Linked DNA regions of Oryctolagus cuniculus: region 1 is linked to region 2. Evidence: chromatin contacts called from public Hi-C data. All regions are on one chromosome and are shown on one strand. The core of a region is the stretch at or near the end of the contact, and the rest is flanking DNA. Distances in the headings are between cores, read along the strand shown. Region 1 holds the start of RAP1B (RAP1B, member of RAS oncogene family). Region 2 has its middle 40 kb from the start of MDM1.

The links. Hi-C and Micro-C count contacts between places; a contact is called where the count stands out from the background.
Region 1: a contact with region 2 is called in a Hi-C map of an unstated tissue, with 2.0 times the contacts expected there. The contact joins the promoter of RAP1B here to the enhancer-like site in region 2. A contact is called at or near these places in 2 of 6 Hi-C or Micro-C datasets (psoas muscle and an unstated tissue).

The regions. Positions count from the first base shown.
Region 1 is chr11:70,998,408-71,006,127 of mOryCun1.1, reverse strand. It overlaps RAP1B (RAP1B, member of RAS oncogene family), which reads right to left and starts at 5,994. Exons shown (of 8, transcript XM_017341970.3): 1 at 5,771-5,994.
Region 2 is chr11:70,744,452-70,751,591 of mOryCun1.1, reverse strand. No RefSeq gene overlaps it. Among named protein-coding and RNA genes, the nearest start is that of MDM1, 40 kb to the right of the region's middle. Within about 2 kb of position 2,476, at least 4 of the 8 cell types and tissues checked have an H3K27ac peak or open chromatin away from gene starts, as enhancers often do.

The DNA of each region.
Region 1 (7,720 bases), core at 4,745-7,244, 250 kb before region 2:
AATATAAACAATTAATCAAGGGTACTAAATATTAAGCGTAAAGTACAGAAAAATGAGTAACTCAGAAAGAACATATCACAAAGACTGTTTGGGATGTTTTAACAGCATTTTCAGAAAAACATAGGTATTCATTATATATCACTTCTTAAAAATTAGTATAATCACAAAAATATTTAAACTAGGAAACTATCAACAGCACAATAGTTGACACAGCTTTCCAAATTTCTAATTTCACTTAGCAGCTAGAATATCACTGACCTTAAAGGAACAGGCTCATGTTTTTGTACAAATATAGTCTAATACTCAAGTATGAGTAACTGTAGTCTGTCAGGCATTCTTTTCAGTACAAATGGTGTGCCATGAAAAACAGTGGCTTTTTACTAGGGACAATCATTATATTTCAATATATAGCCAAAATGTTTTAAGTATACTTCCCATCTTGTCACAGTATATTAAAAAATATGTGCAAGTGTAAAAATTTCATTAAAAAATTTTTTTTTCCATTTCATCAAGGGCATTTAGGTGAAGCTTAATTGTGAGTAAATGGCAGTGAAGAATACAAGGACTATCTGGGGTGCCAACTTTACCTACCGTTGCTTTTGTGCCATAGGTGCAAATGTCAATGCAGTGAAAAGGTGAAGAACATCTTAATTAATTATTGTAAGAACAATTTTGCAGTTGGAGACTCCCTGAAAAAATGTCTAAGGAATCTCTAGGATTCCTTGGATCATACATTTAAAATCACTGAGATAATATAATTCATTTAATAGTTTAAAAAAAAAAACCACAATTATTCTCTTTGTCCATATTTACAGCTTAATGGGAATCTTAAGCAATGCTACAAGGGAATAAGAGCTTTATAGAACAAAAACTAATACTGCACAGCATATTCTTTTATGGTTTATAAAACATTTATGAATACTTCATTTAATCCTCAACAATTCCAATAAGTCTATGTCATCGTTTTCATTGAGGAAGCAAGGAAGTAGGAAAACTTCAGAAAAGTATACATTTTGCCTGAAAAACATTTTAATAAGAAATTAAACATACAAACACTGAAAACAGCCCCTCTCAGCAATACAGATTCAGTGTAATATTTCCAGTTTAAGAATTTCAAGGGCATGAGAAAACAGTATACAGTATGTAACATAATTCATCCCTACTCCTCTTTTTTATCTGCTTAATACAGAGTTCAAGATTGCAGAGTTTTACTATTGTTACCAAGAAGTTCATTGATAAATCCTAGAAAAAGTAGCTTTAGATATGTAGCACAGTGTAGTATTAGGATACCACATTCTCACTGCAACTTTGAAATTCAAGGTAACAAAAAATCAGATGAAGCATTATTTGACACCTAAAAATATTCAATAAAGTAGCTTATATTTATAGTCCTTTTTATTAATCAATACTATCAGTTCCATGAACTGAGAACTTAGTATAAAGTAACTGAAAAAACATATCCAATACAAGAAGGATAAATTCTAGAAGACATAATTAGAATTATTTTATCTAATGTTTTCTATTTCCTTTCCAGAAGCTTTGTCATAAACTGTTATTAAATACACAAAACATTGTTTGCTTTCATCTTTTTACCTTCCCACAAGGCAAAAAAGAAAAACAAGAGGCAATGGTAACTCACTATTGGGACAACCATTAGTTGTCTTTTTCAAGATAAAGTTATTTTATGATATGCTAAACAAGTTTTAAGTAAATGAGAAAATCTATTGAAAGAATACATTTACTGAAATAAATCTCAGAATAACTGTTGAAAATTCACAGAAGTTCTGTGATGCTTTATTCAATTGCTAAAAAAATTCAATCCCCCATCACTGGAAAAGATCACCCAGCAAGGATCTCAGGACAGCAGGTTCCAGTTTAAATTTAAAAGGTCTCACTGATATTGAATGTATATCAAGTAGCATAATGACAAGAGTAAAAGTATAAAATAGCATAACTACCAATGTAAGGTTTAGGAATCAGTTTAATATAAAAGTCAAACACCGAACATTAGGTAATTACTCTTCAGTTAGAGAGACTAAGATTCTTAATCTAGAAATGAATTTATTTCTAGTATTCAAGCACCTCATATATAATCAAACAATATTAAGCATAGCAATGTTTTAAAATATTGTCCTACTGTATAACAAAAAGGAAATGAAAACTCTGCAGTTGACCTTGCAAATGTTTTCACTTCAGATAAGTAAACTAAATGCTTCTTAAAACCAGTATATGTTCTTTAAACTTTTTCTCTAAATTTTAAAGTTCCTTGGAAATAGTTTTTAAAAATTTTTGATCTACTGACAAAAAGGGAAAAAACTTTCTTAACTGCTACTGAATCAATGAGTGTTGTGCATCATTCATCTGAGCAACATCAGGAATCAGCACATCACCATTAGGAAGCACGAAACATTAGTGGTACCTTTTCTTTGTGGTGAATTTTAAAAAGCAGCATAAAACTCCTGATAATTTTTCTTTGACTACAGGGTTTTCTACGACTACAGGGTTTGGTCTTACAACCCAGTGCTCAAGTGGGTTCAAATAAAGTACAATAGTTTATATATATATATAGCAAGTCAGTTTTTACTGCAAATGGATAAATTCATTCCATTCTTTGTAGCTACTGCTTCTACTACATTTATGAGTTTTCCAAAGAACTAATAAATTAAAAGACCCAAGTCCTCAAATAGTAATTAGTACCTTTCCTATGAACACTGAAAACCATTAGCTTTCAACACAAGGGTAAGCCATGGTACTGGTCTCCCATTTATAGATGGCTGAATTTTTAAAAAGTCTGTATAATGCTACGATGAATCATTGCCATCAGCCAAAATGCCTATTTTTAAACTAGTTCTGAAAGAAATTCAATTTGAAAGGGCTAACAGTAAAAAGTTCAGGCTAATCTTTAAGCTTATGGAGTCCTTTCACAAATAATAGTAAAATAAAAAGGGCATATATTTAGGCACAACCCTATAAAATCTTAAGACAACACAGCCATACATAAGAACACAGTATTTTATTAGAATTGATACACGCTAATCAGTAAATCTCCTTGATATTCAATAATAAAGTTGCTTATTTACACTTTCAGCCAAAGAGACCTTTGTAAAATCAGCCAAAATCTCTTTATGAGCTACAATTTTATATATTGATTTCAATTCTCACTATCTAACAAATACTTAAACAAAAGGCAAGGAATGTGAACACGAGCTTCGCATCCAAATAAATTACCACATTATCCATCTCTGCATAGCACTTCCACCAATCTTAAATTACAAGATACACTAGGAAAATTCCTTACACACATGGGTCAAGTTTTTAAAAAAATTCTTTACTATGCCTTGCTATACCTTCCTGACAAGGCAGCTCTTTACCATGGGGCTTTACTTTTATGTAGCTAAGAGAAATCACTGGAATTCTATTTAGAAGATTGTTGTTGAGTATAAAATGAAAATCAACTTGTCAACTAAAAGATTTCGAAGACAATGTAGAAACATCTTTTTCAGAATCACACTGTTCTCTTCAAGTATCCTTCTTGAGTGTTTATCACCATTAATTCTGCAATTTCCCTACCCTCAGGATGCTTACGTTTAAGGGCATTGAGTGTCTATGTGCACAGCACCACACCAGTGCTCGAGGCATACAAAAGAACATGCAATCTCCACGGAGTTTCCCATTTAGTAGGATAACAAAAACAGACAATGGTAACTGAAGATAGGAAGTGATATGTGTCACAGAAAGGCAGAGAGATGACTTTCATGGGGTTGGAAGTAGGCGGGAGAAGAATGACAGAAATCACATTCGTGTCCCACACATTTTAAAATTAAACCAGGTTGGTATTGGGCTCTTTGGCTGTATTTTGACACCCAGCACATTAAAACCAAACTGGCTACAACTGTGCCAACGATCTTCTTTGGGGCTTCCTTAGATAAGGCAGCTTTACAATTTACTACGAATGTCAAACAAGAAAATGCAAATGAACTCTTAATGTAGTACAGATATGAAAGCTTCAGGACTCTAAATAAAATTGCTGCATCTCTCGAGTATTACTTCTCTAACATTTTGTGATGAAAAACCAAAGTGGGTCTCTCACACTGTGTGATTAAGGCACCCCTCTTCTGGGGGTATGATGGGAATAGTAATAATAATAATAATAATAATGATGATGATGTGCTGCATTTCTTCCTTCAGGCTGTCTATTATGGAAAGCCTATTGTCCTAAAAGTTAGGAGACCCACTGATTATTTTATCTACTGTAGGCCTCAGTTTCCTCCTCATGACAGGGTGGGACTGAATGATCTAAATAATCCCTTCCGGCCCTTAAAAAAAAATCCCATGACTCCATTATGACTCAATTAATACTATTTTAAGAATTTTAAGAGTCAGTTTTTAAGAATGATAAAGGCTTTAAGTTAAATGAACATCTTCTTCTATAAGTTACTTCTTGCTAAAATAAGGTCCTGTGAGCAAGTCCAAATGGCACTCTACCAAAAAAAAAAAGGGCTTAAAAGATGAACTTACGAATTAGAAATTTTTATTATAATGACTCCATATATATTCGATGTTTCCAGCAAAACAAAAATCCAATTTCACTGAATGAATTTAAAAACATTAAAATCTCCATCTTCACTTGGTGTCAACTTTCTACCCATAAAAATGTGACTTCCCGTTACTGTAGTACAGAACTGCTTCTATTCATACCAATCAGGAGTTCCAGGGCCAAAATATTTGTCTAAACTCTTGAAGAGGGTGGGAGGGACACCAGCGAAGGGGAAGCAAACCATCTGCTCAAACTCGCAAGGATGATCTTTTCTCCAAAAGGCATCCCCCCCCACCCCCCCAACTCCGCGCAGAAGAAAAAATCCGGGGGGCCCAGCTCACCGGGGGCGGGGCGGGGTTGGGTGGGGAGATTTCCAATAAAAATCCCTGGCGCTGATGGTCAGTTTCAGGATCAGACACACCGAGATGGCGAAAAAGAGCAGACGACAAACTTCCTGGATTTCCTCCCCCTCGCTACGAGAGAGATTTCCTCTTGCTGACGAAGGGAAAGGCCCCTTTAACAGTTTTTCTCTGCACCGTGGCTGCTGCCAGACTAGGTGGGGCTCCCTCCGCAGCCTTCCTCCTGCCACTTCCCGCAACAAATGGAGCGAGCCAGCCCCGTTTCAGGCAAACTTTTTCCCTGTCAGGCTCGAGCCCGCGGGGCGCCGGGGAGTGGTTTCCCCTGAAAGCTCCTCAGCCCCGGCTCGGGGCTGGGGGAAGCTGGGTGTTCGCAAACGACAACTTTCTGGTTTCCGTTCTAACTTCCACCCACACCCGGGAGGGAGCCCAGGCGGCCAGCGAGGGGGGCTCCGGGGCGGGGAGCGAGCCTTCGGGGAAACCGGCGGGGGAAGGCGGGCGGCGGGAGAGGCTGCGGCGGCCGCCGGCAGGAGGGAGCGGGCGGGGGGGGGGGTCCTCGGGCTCTCACTTCCTCCGCCATATTTCAGACATTTGACCCCTTCCGCAAAGCGCGCTGTTCCCCCGCGGCGGCGGTGGCTGCGGCTGGTCCTCGCCGGCCTGGGAGGCAGCGCGCTCACCGGCCGGGCTCGCGGCCCCCGCGCCACCTGCCGCGCGCCGAGGGGCCGCCGGCGCCACCGCCGCCACCGCCGGGGCCCCTGACCGCCCCGCCCGGCCCGCGCCGCACCCCACCCCAGCAGCTCCCCTCAGCCGGCGCCCGGCCCCCGCCCCGCGCCGCCGCCGTCGCTGCCTTCGGCGGCCACGCATGCACTCTGCGAACCTCTCACGCTGTCACCGGGTCCTCGCAGCCGGCGTCGCCCTGCGCTCCCTCCGGGTCACTGCTCCCGGCGCCACGGCGGTACTGCCGCTGCCGCCGCCGCCGCCGCCGCTCCGGCTGGTTTACACGCCTGACTCTGGGCGAGGTTTGGCGGTGTCGCCTTGACGTCAGGCGTTCAGCCTCGCTCTCGCTTCCGCCCGCGGGCGGGGCGCGCGGGTGCGCGGCCCGGGAAGGGGCGGGGCCGCGGGGCGGGGCCAGGGCGCAGGGGGCGGGGCCGCCGCGCGCCGGGTTCTCGCCGTCGGCCTCGCGCCGGCCTCCGGCGCCGCGCGAGCTCCGGCCCGGCACACGTGGCTCCCTCGCGGCCTGCGCTGCGCGGTGTTGCTCGCTGACCTCCGCAGGCTGGCTGGTGGGTGGAATCACGGGTGGGCCTCTGAGTGGGCTGCGGTGCAGATCAGGGGATCAGGAACCCTCCGGAACCCCAAAGATGTCTTTTATTGTAACCCAGAAATCAGTCGCCCAGGCCTCCAAACGTTTGGTGTTGGCGTGGTCCTTTGTGCTGGACAAAATAGCTGGGAAGTCACTGAGCCCCGGCGGAGGAGCCTAGTCCGGGGCACAGCCTCTTCATTGCTGGAATTTGCCTTTCTCTGGAATTGTGAAGTGTCTCGTTCACTGGATGAACTCTTTCCAAATTGCTTATGCCAAGCGCAGCTGGCAGATCAACCATCCCCACATAGGTTTGCACCTTGCACCCACAGCGATATTAAGCGAATGCAATAAATTGCATATTCAAATGCGTGACCCCAGTGACTTTATAGGATTGCCTGTAAGGTAGGTTTTTTTCATGTAACTTCAGGGCATCAGAAAACATTTTCTATTCCAAAATGCTTTGATCTCAAAAAGGGCGGGAACTTAACAAGGGAATTTGCCGTCGTTAGAGAAAAGATGAAACGCAAGTACCTTTGGTACAAAATTTGGAAAGTAAAAGTGTGATTGTTTTCACTCCTTTTAATCCTATATAGTAAGTGAAAACTAAGCTGACCTTAATGGTTAAAGGAATAGAGAAGAATGAACTATAATTATCTAAAACCTTTGTATGTGTGTTTTCTTGGTTATTTTACAATCGAGGTTAATTGGGTATGTTATGTATTTTGATAATTTCTGTTTCCCTAGAAACTTTTTAATGACAGTTTCCAGATCACATTTCATAACAATCTATTGGAACTACTATAAATTCTGAATGAATGAATTAAAAATAAATTTCAGTTTTCTACCTTATCAATTATTACATGAAAATTTGAAAGTCTGAAAGCCTGAAACTTTGGGCTCACAAAAAGCACTGTTACCTGAGTACTCATATGCATGGATTACAGGATTTTTTACACCAAAATAAGCTTACCTTTTAATCCATTTTCCATGAACTTTTTGAAGTACCCTCATACTGTATAGGGTTTTTTTTCCTTCTTTTTTTTTTTCCCCCAGTAACTGTGACCTATGGGCAATTGATTTCTTTCCAGAAAGAAGATTGAAACTAGGATTTTTAGAGTTTGAGAGAATGTGTGAAATGGCTTATTTAATAAAAAATACATTTATTCTCTATTAGATGGGAAATCATTGCATTTGTATTAAATAATCCTCAGTCTGCAGAGAGCACCAGAATCCGCGCCTCTTAGTGCTGCGTTTGCTTCTGAGCCCCTTGTTCTATGGATTTCCTTGCCATCTTCACCAGGATGTTCACTTGGCAGCTTGCATAGATCATGTGTGCAAACTGAACCCAGTTCCTTTGTCACCAAACCAGTTTCTCCTCCTTTTCCTTTGTGAATTGTATCACCACCTTTACAGTTACCCAGCCTTCAAGCCTGAAGCCCCTCTGCATTTTCTGAAATAACCCATCAATGACTTAACTATTAGATAGCAATTCAACAAGTTCTTTCACTGTGTTTCTCCTTTGCCATT
Region 2 (7,140 bases), core at 1,227-3,726:
CCCTTTCTCTCCGCCCTCTCCTCCCCCTTCTCCCTTCCCCTCCCCCTTCCGCTTTTTCCTTCCTTTTATCCTCTAGTCACCCATTTATTCAACCAACGTGTCAAGTACCAACTCATCCTGGCGCAAGCGCTGTGAACATGGAAAATGAGGCCGCAGTATTTCCTGCTTTCGTGGACTTGAAAGTCTGTGGGGCAGACAGATGAGCAACAGCAACCTTAGAAAGTTCCGTGCTGAGTGGGGGTGGGTGCTTGTTGTAGCAGTTAAGTCTCTGCTGGGACACAGGAGTCCCTGGGGGCGAGTGCCAAGCTTTGCTGAGTCGGGTCCCTGCCACTCATGTGGGAGAGACCCAGACTGGGTTCCAGGCTCGTGGCTTCAGCCTGGCCCAGTTTGGGCATTTGAGGAGTGAACCAGTGGATGGGAGCACCCTCTCTCTCTCTCTCGACCTCTCTGTATTTCAAATAAGTTGGTAAATAAATAAACTTTAAAAGAAGAGAGAGAAAATTATACTCTGCAAGGGGCACTGTGAAGGAAATAGGTGAAGGCTGACAGAGAGAACCCTGGGAAAGATCTCTGAGAGCGCCAACCCCCGCGCCTTCTCTGCCTCCTGTCTCTGCTTCCTGGCCTTTTTCCTCCATGCTCCCCCCTCCCCCACGCTGTATAATACGTCCTGGGTGGTTTGTTTAGCGTCTGTCTCCCCTAGCTGGAACAGAAGCAGTACCGGAGCAGGGGCTGTGCTGGTCTTGCCTGTGCCCGGCCCACTGTGGGAGGACCGGCAGGCCCTGGCAGGCTGTGTGACCTGGGGGCCCGAGGATGGGAAGGGGTTTGTGAAGAGAGGAACGGCCAGTGCTGGGGTGCTGAGGCGGGGAAGAAGAGCAGGAGGAGGCGCAGAGAGGCCGAGTGTGCTGAGCCAGGGGGCAGCAGGGCCAGGCGAGGTTTGCCAGGCCTTGAAGGCCCCAGAAGAGGCTTGGGTTTCATTCATAAGGCCGAGAGAAGCCACAGCAATCTTTGCTTTGTGAGGGCACAGGGAAAAGTCTCCCACCTTGGCACAGCAGGACTCAAATACTTGGGCGTGGAGGTGGTGAGGGAGGGGAATTCTCACGGGGAGTTGCAGGGCACGGCCCGTCTTCACCCTGGGGCCCACGCTCTCCCTGCGGGGTGTGGAGGACCAGGCTCCGTCCCAGCCTATTGTTGGAGGACCGTGTAATTACCAGGCAGCAAACACGGAACCACGTTCCCCTCGCTATCCTGCTTCTTAGGGTTCCATCCGCAGCCTGCAGGGCTGACCGTGACGGGAAATCTCCCCTCCTGGGAGGGGACAGCAGAGTCCCCTCACACGGGCTCCTCTGGGGGAACACCTTGTATTCCTTAGCCAGGGCTCTCCCTTCGACTCTGCCTGTGGGCCTGATGAGGCAGCCTTTCCTGCAGCCTGGCCAGGTTTTCTGGGAGGGGTCTATTGGCCTATTCAGAGTCCGCGGGAAGTCTTGGTGTGAGGACGTCCCCTGTGAGAAGAGCAGGGGGCCCGCAGAGAGCAGAGCTGGTGGAAAGGCCCTCTGATTCCTCGCCCTCCTCACACAAAGGCCTTCCTCCGGGACACCTTCCGTATGGCCTCTGGGCCTTGCGGCCTTGTGCCCACCCTCCGCAACCCCTGCAGCTGCCCAAGGCTTCCTCACACCTGCCTTCTCACGCACCTGCTTCCTAACCTGCCCCTCCTCCTCCATTGTGTTTGTGCTGCTCTTCCACTAGTGAACGCCATCGTGGTGGCCCAGTCGTGGTCAGCTCCCCCGAGTCAGGCCACGTCATTGTCTGTCCCCGAGGGACTCATTTCCCTTTGCCCAGTGTTGGGCCTTAGGAAACTTGAGAGTTCATGCGATCCACGGAACCGGAAGTGTTGTGAGCAGCACAGGGCACAACCAAGTGCAGCCGGGGAGGCGGCCGATTGAGAAGAGGAGACAGGAGGTACATTCCCGATACCCTTTCCCCTCTTGCCAGAGTTGGGGCTGCCCTGTGTTTGTTTTGATGGTGAGCCAATGGCCCTGCACAGACCCAGTGGTGGGAGTGGCATCACGTTTCCAGCAGGCTTAGTCTGGCACAGATGTAATAGGACCCCAAACTGTGAGGTTGCAGGCAGTCAGGCACACCCTGTGGCAATTTCCTGATGTGCTCTGCCTTCTCTTCAGCTAAACCACACTTGGGCTTTCTCATCTCACTTCTCCAGCATCTGTAGCTGGCACCGATGGTATTTCCTGAGAGTGCTATGGTAATATCCTAATAGCACAGAGCACTCTGTTGCAATTACCACCCCAAAAAGGCAATTAGACAGTCTGTGCACGTAATGAGGGCTGGTGCTGTGTCCTGATCTCGGCCCACCCTTCTTTGAGCAACAGGGCGAGCTGTTGATAATCATGGTCAACCAGTCCACCCAAGGGCTTCCCGTCTCCTGCTTTGACAGTGGGGCCGGTGGCTGGGGGGAAGGTAAGGACCTTCTTGCCGCAAAGCCAGACAGAGCTCTGGGCCCCGGGCGCTGGCAGTGCCCTCCCAGAGGGGGTTATAATGGGTTAAAGCAGGTGGGCCTCATCCAAGTGCTCTGTTTCTCTTACCCCCACACTACCCTGCACCTAAGCATGTACAGCAAGTTTGTAGCAGGGTCAGTCTGATCATAATATTCAAAGATATCCTGCCGGTGCCGTGGCTCAATAGGCTAATCCTTCGCCTGTGGCGCCGGCACACTGGATTCTAGTCCTGGTTGGGGCACCGGATTCTGTCCCGGTTGCCCCTCTTCCAGGCCAGCTCTCTGCTGTGGCCTGGGAGTGCAGTGGAGGATGGCCCAGGTGCTTGGGCCCTGCACCCCATGGGAGACCAGGATAAGCACCTGGCTCCTGCCATTGGACCAGCGCAGTGTGCCGGCCGCGGCGGCCATTGGAGGGTGAACCAATGGCAAAGGAAGACCTTTCTCTGTCTCTCTTTCACTGTCTACTCTACCTGTCAAAAAAAAAAAAAAAACATAAGAAAGATATCCTTCACTCACCTATCACATAAAAGATGTAACATTTGATTCCAAAATGGAAGGAACAAGGCTTAAAGGTAGGAAAAGACTACAGAGGATCTAACTTTTGAGAATCTGGGGGAGGCAGAGAACGCTTTAGGAGGGAGGGGAACAGGTGGGACAATTCCTGGGAGGTTGGGGTGTGTGGGGGTGAGAGAGGGAGGGTGGGAAGCAGAAGAGATTGACTGCAGACAGACCTCCCCACCCGGGCCTGCGCGTCACCGAAGAGCGAGCCTGGCGAATCTTTTCTGTTTTCCAGGACCACGCCGGTCCTTTGGGAATGTAGGTTTTCTCCACTTATTTCCTGCCTCGGAACGTCCGAGCCGTGTCCTGCCTGGGACAGGGCCCCCACTGTTTCCGATGGATTGTTCAGTGCTTCATGCAGTGGGCTTGCTGTGGGATTGTGTCCTCTGTCTCGTGGACACTGTTTTTCCTGGGCATCCAACCTGTGTACCGTCACAGAGCAGGCAACAGCAGAGTGCGAAGAAATCCAAAAGCCATCTCAGCAATCTGTTCTGGGCAGGCTTGGGAGTCCCGAATAAAAAGCAACTTCAGAATAGGTCAAAGGGAGAGAGGGGAGGGTGGCTCACGGTTGCTATGGTAACCAGCAAACATGTTTGGCGTCCAGAGGCCCTGCCCCTGCGCGGGGTGACGGCTTTTGTTGTGAAATTGGTGACCTTCATCTGTTTTTCCACGATTTATTTTTAAAGTTGTTCATAGTAATGAATTACTCATTACCTACAGCCCATCTCTGTCCAGGTTTGGGACCAGCCCCGGTCCCCACCCTGGTCCCCGCTGTGGCCTGTGGTTCCGACCGTCCTCTCTCACAGAAAAGCGTGCAGGCAGGGATGTGGTGACTGGGACGCCAGAGCTCTGCAGTGTGGCGTTAGCTGCTGTGGCCCTCAGTTCTATTAAAAAAGGGGATAAAAATATCTGCGTTGCCCGCTTGAAGGCGGTTTTGTGGCGATCGATGAGACTTCAGATGTAAAAGTGATTTGAAAATGCTTAGTGCCCTCTGCTCACTTAACAGGAAGCACAATTAGCTTTGGAGTTGTCAGAGGGAATGCTAATGACAGATGAGAAAGGTTTCTCATGAATGACAGGAGCTGCCCGTGCCTTGAAAGGGATTGTGAAGCTGCATCCAGGTGCAGCTGGCAGTGACGGCAATCGTGTAGTGATGCCTGTGATGTGAACAGGAGGCAGAAGTGGCTTCACAGGAACTTTCTGCTCCCTTGGCCCTGGCAGATTCCTCCATTGCTTTCTTCGGCTGTGCTTGGAGTGGGGGGAGCGCATTGCCGCTCTGTAGCTTGAATGATGTTGGTTTGTCAGAGTTGCTTTAATGGGAGATGAGCTCCTAACACGCCAGGCTGAACCCTGTAATTTTGTTTTTTTTTTTTTAAACAACATTTTGATTTCTTACTGGTAAGAGTGAAATGTGCTTATTCTTAGAAATTTGACAAATAACCGAGAAGCAGACAATCAATAAGAATAGCCCATCATTTCTTCATTCCTGGATAACTTATGACACCTTGGTTATAGGTTTCATAACTTCTGATATGACTTATTATTTTATTTTATGTAAAAAATTAAAAACCACTTATTTTAATTGAAAAATAGAAAGCATAAAATAAAATAAAAAGAAAAACCACTTATTTTATCTGAAAAGGAGAGAGAGAGAGATAGGTAGAGATATCTTCTTTCTGCTGGTCCACTACCGAAAGGATTGCCAAGAGCTAGGGCTGGGCTAGGCTGAAACCAAGAGCCTGGAACTCATTCTGGGTCTCCTCCGTGGGTGGCAGGCACCCAAGTACTGGCCTTACCAACTGCTGCCTCTCAGAGTGCACATTAGTAGGAAGGTGGGTGAGAAGTAGAGTAGCCAGTACCTGAACCAGGCACTCAGATGTGGGATGCGGTCCTCCCAAGTGATGATTTGATAACTGTGCTAAATGCCTGTTTATTGTTTTAAATGATTACTGGTGCTGTGTGGATCTGTGGAGACCGGCTGGGAAGCTCTTACAGAAGTCTGGGTGGTCGGGGGGTAAGTGTGGAGGTGCTGGCCTGGACAGAGGAGGTGGTGAGAGATGTTGGATTTGGTTGTGTGTTTTGAACTTGGAGAAAATCACTTCCTAATGCAGTGGGTGTCTGTGGTAAGGCATCAAAACGATGACATCTAGGTTTCTAGTCCCATTTCTGGTGAAATGATGACTGCTTCCCGGGGAAGGGAGCACTGTGAGAAGAGCAGGTGTGTGTGTGTGTGTGTGTGTGTGTATTGTGGGGCATGGTGGAGGAACCTGAGAGTTCACTCTTGCATCTGAGAAGGGGGAGTGACAGTTTCACGATTTTCACGCCCAAGGAAAGATGTCTGGTGGGCAGGTGGATATATGTCGGCGGCTCAGGAGCAGAAGGTGGGATGGGAGATTCTAATCTGAGGATCAGCAGCATAGTGAACGTAGAACAGAGATGGGACTGGCCTGGGGAGTGAAAGGCAGATGAAGAGACTGGAGCGCTGAGGCTGAGGCTCTGCACATGTGTTGGCTGGGAAGAGTGGGAGGAGCTGCCTGGGAGGATGAAGCAGCAGCCAGTGGACTAAGAAGAAAGCCAGGGGTAAGTGCAAGGCCCAGACCCTCAGGGACAGGGGACGTTAAGGATAAAGGGAAAGCCCCCTCTCTCTTTGTACACCCAGACACACTCCCGTTCATGCCTTATGCACATGCACATTCAGATGTTGTTACATAGATATAGGGCTTCCCATGCATCACAAACACTTTCTCATGCCTTAAAACACCTTCTAAAATATTACTTTGAACAGCAGGAGAGTATCCTATCCTCATGGAAGCAAATTTGGAAGGAACAGCCTTCTATGGACATCCTGTGTTTCCTTGGGCTTAATTCCAGGAGAGAAATTACAGTAGATGTGGAAGCCTTTAAGGCTTTTGACTCATGTTGTCAATCTGCCTTTCAGAGAGGCTGTACCACAGTCCACCAGCAGTTAATTGAAACTAAGATTTGGCCACCACCATCATGATTAAAAAAATGTGTGCACTCTGTGTCTGTACAGTGCTATCTAGTTTTGCCTCGTGCAGGGTGAGATTGATAGAGGTTGAAGGCGGTTCAGTCTAAGGCTTCTTGTGTGCAGTGTGGGTGGTAAGCAAGTTGATCCCTGTCTCCTTAAGTATGAAAAAATGAATATAAACGTCTCCCAAACCAGCCACTCCAGGACGCAGGGCTGGCGAGGAAGAGGAAATCTTGTTCTGAGCCAGTTTCTCAGGCGTGGGGTGGAACAGATCCTTGTCAGAGGCACAGGAGATGGTGTGGTTCTTGCAACTCTCGGCCTGACTTCCTGTGGGCCCAGCCTGGGAGAGGGCGTGGTCAGGGTCACAGCCAGGGTCACGGAGAGGCGGAAGTTATCTCTTCCCAACAGCAGCAGCAGCTGTCAGACCCAAATGTGCGGGTGGTAGAGCTCTGTAGCCCCATGAACAGCAACCCACGTTGCCCGACTCAGCTATAGGCATGAGCAGAGGGAGCAGAGGGACCCAGGCGGCCTGCCCCACATGCAGTGTCCCTTCCAGACTGGGTGGGACCATAGCAGTTCCAACTGGCCTGGCCTCCCTGGGCGCGGCCAAAGTGGAAAGACCTTGTGTGTGTTATGCAACTGCAGCAGGACACAGCATTTTGCTGTTCATCTGCAGCGTTGCAAGGGACAATTGCATCACATTGTTAGGCTACAGATGTGGAAATCACAGATACTGAGGTGATAGGAATCTCAAGAATGCATGGGACATGACGATAGACCAGACATGGGGATTGTGGCAATCTTGTGTGTCATTGTCTTATTTCATAACCGTACCAGTTGGAAAAGAACCCTTAAAAAAAAAATGGACTCCAGAGGAGGAAAGAAAGCACCACAGTCCTTCATTTTCTGGGAATACAGACACCTACTATCTTCTATAGTTACCAAGAAAGAATTCTTGAAGTTCAATTGGCCCAGGCCCGGAGGCCCCAGGTTCAAAGGAAGCCCTACTGTGAGCATTGAAAATGAAAGTGGAAAATTTTCAGTAGAAATAATGGTGCTGTTCAGTTTCTGTAGATGTTTTCCT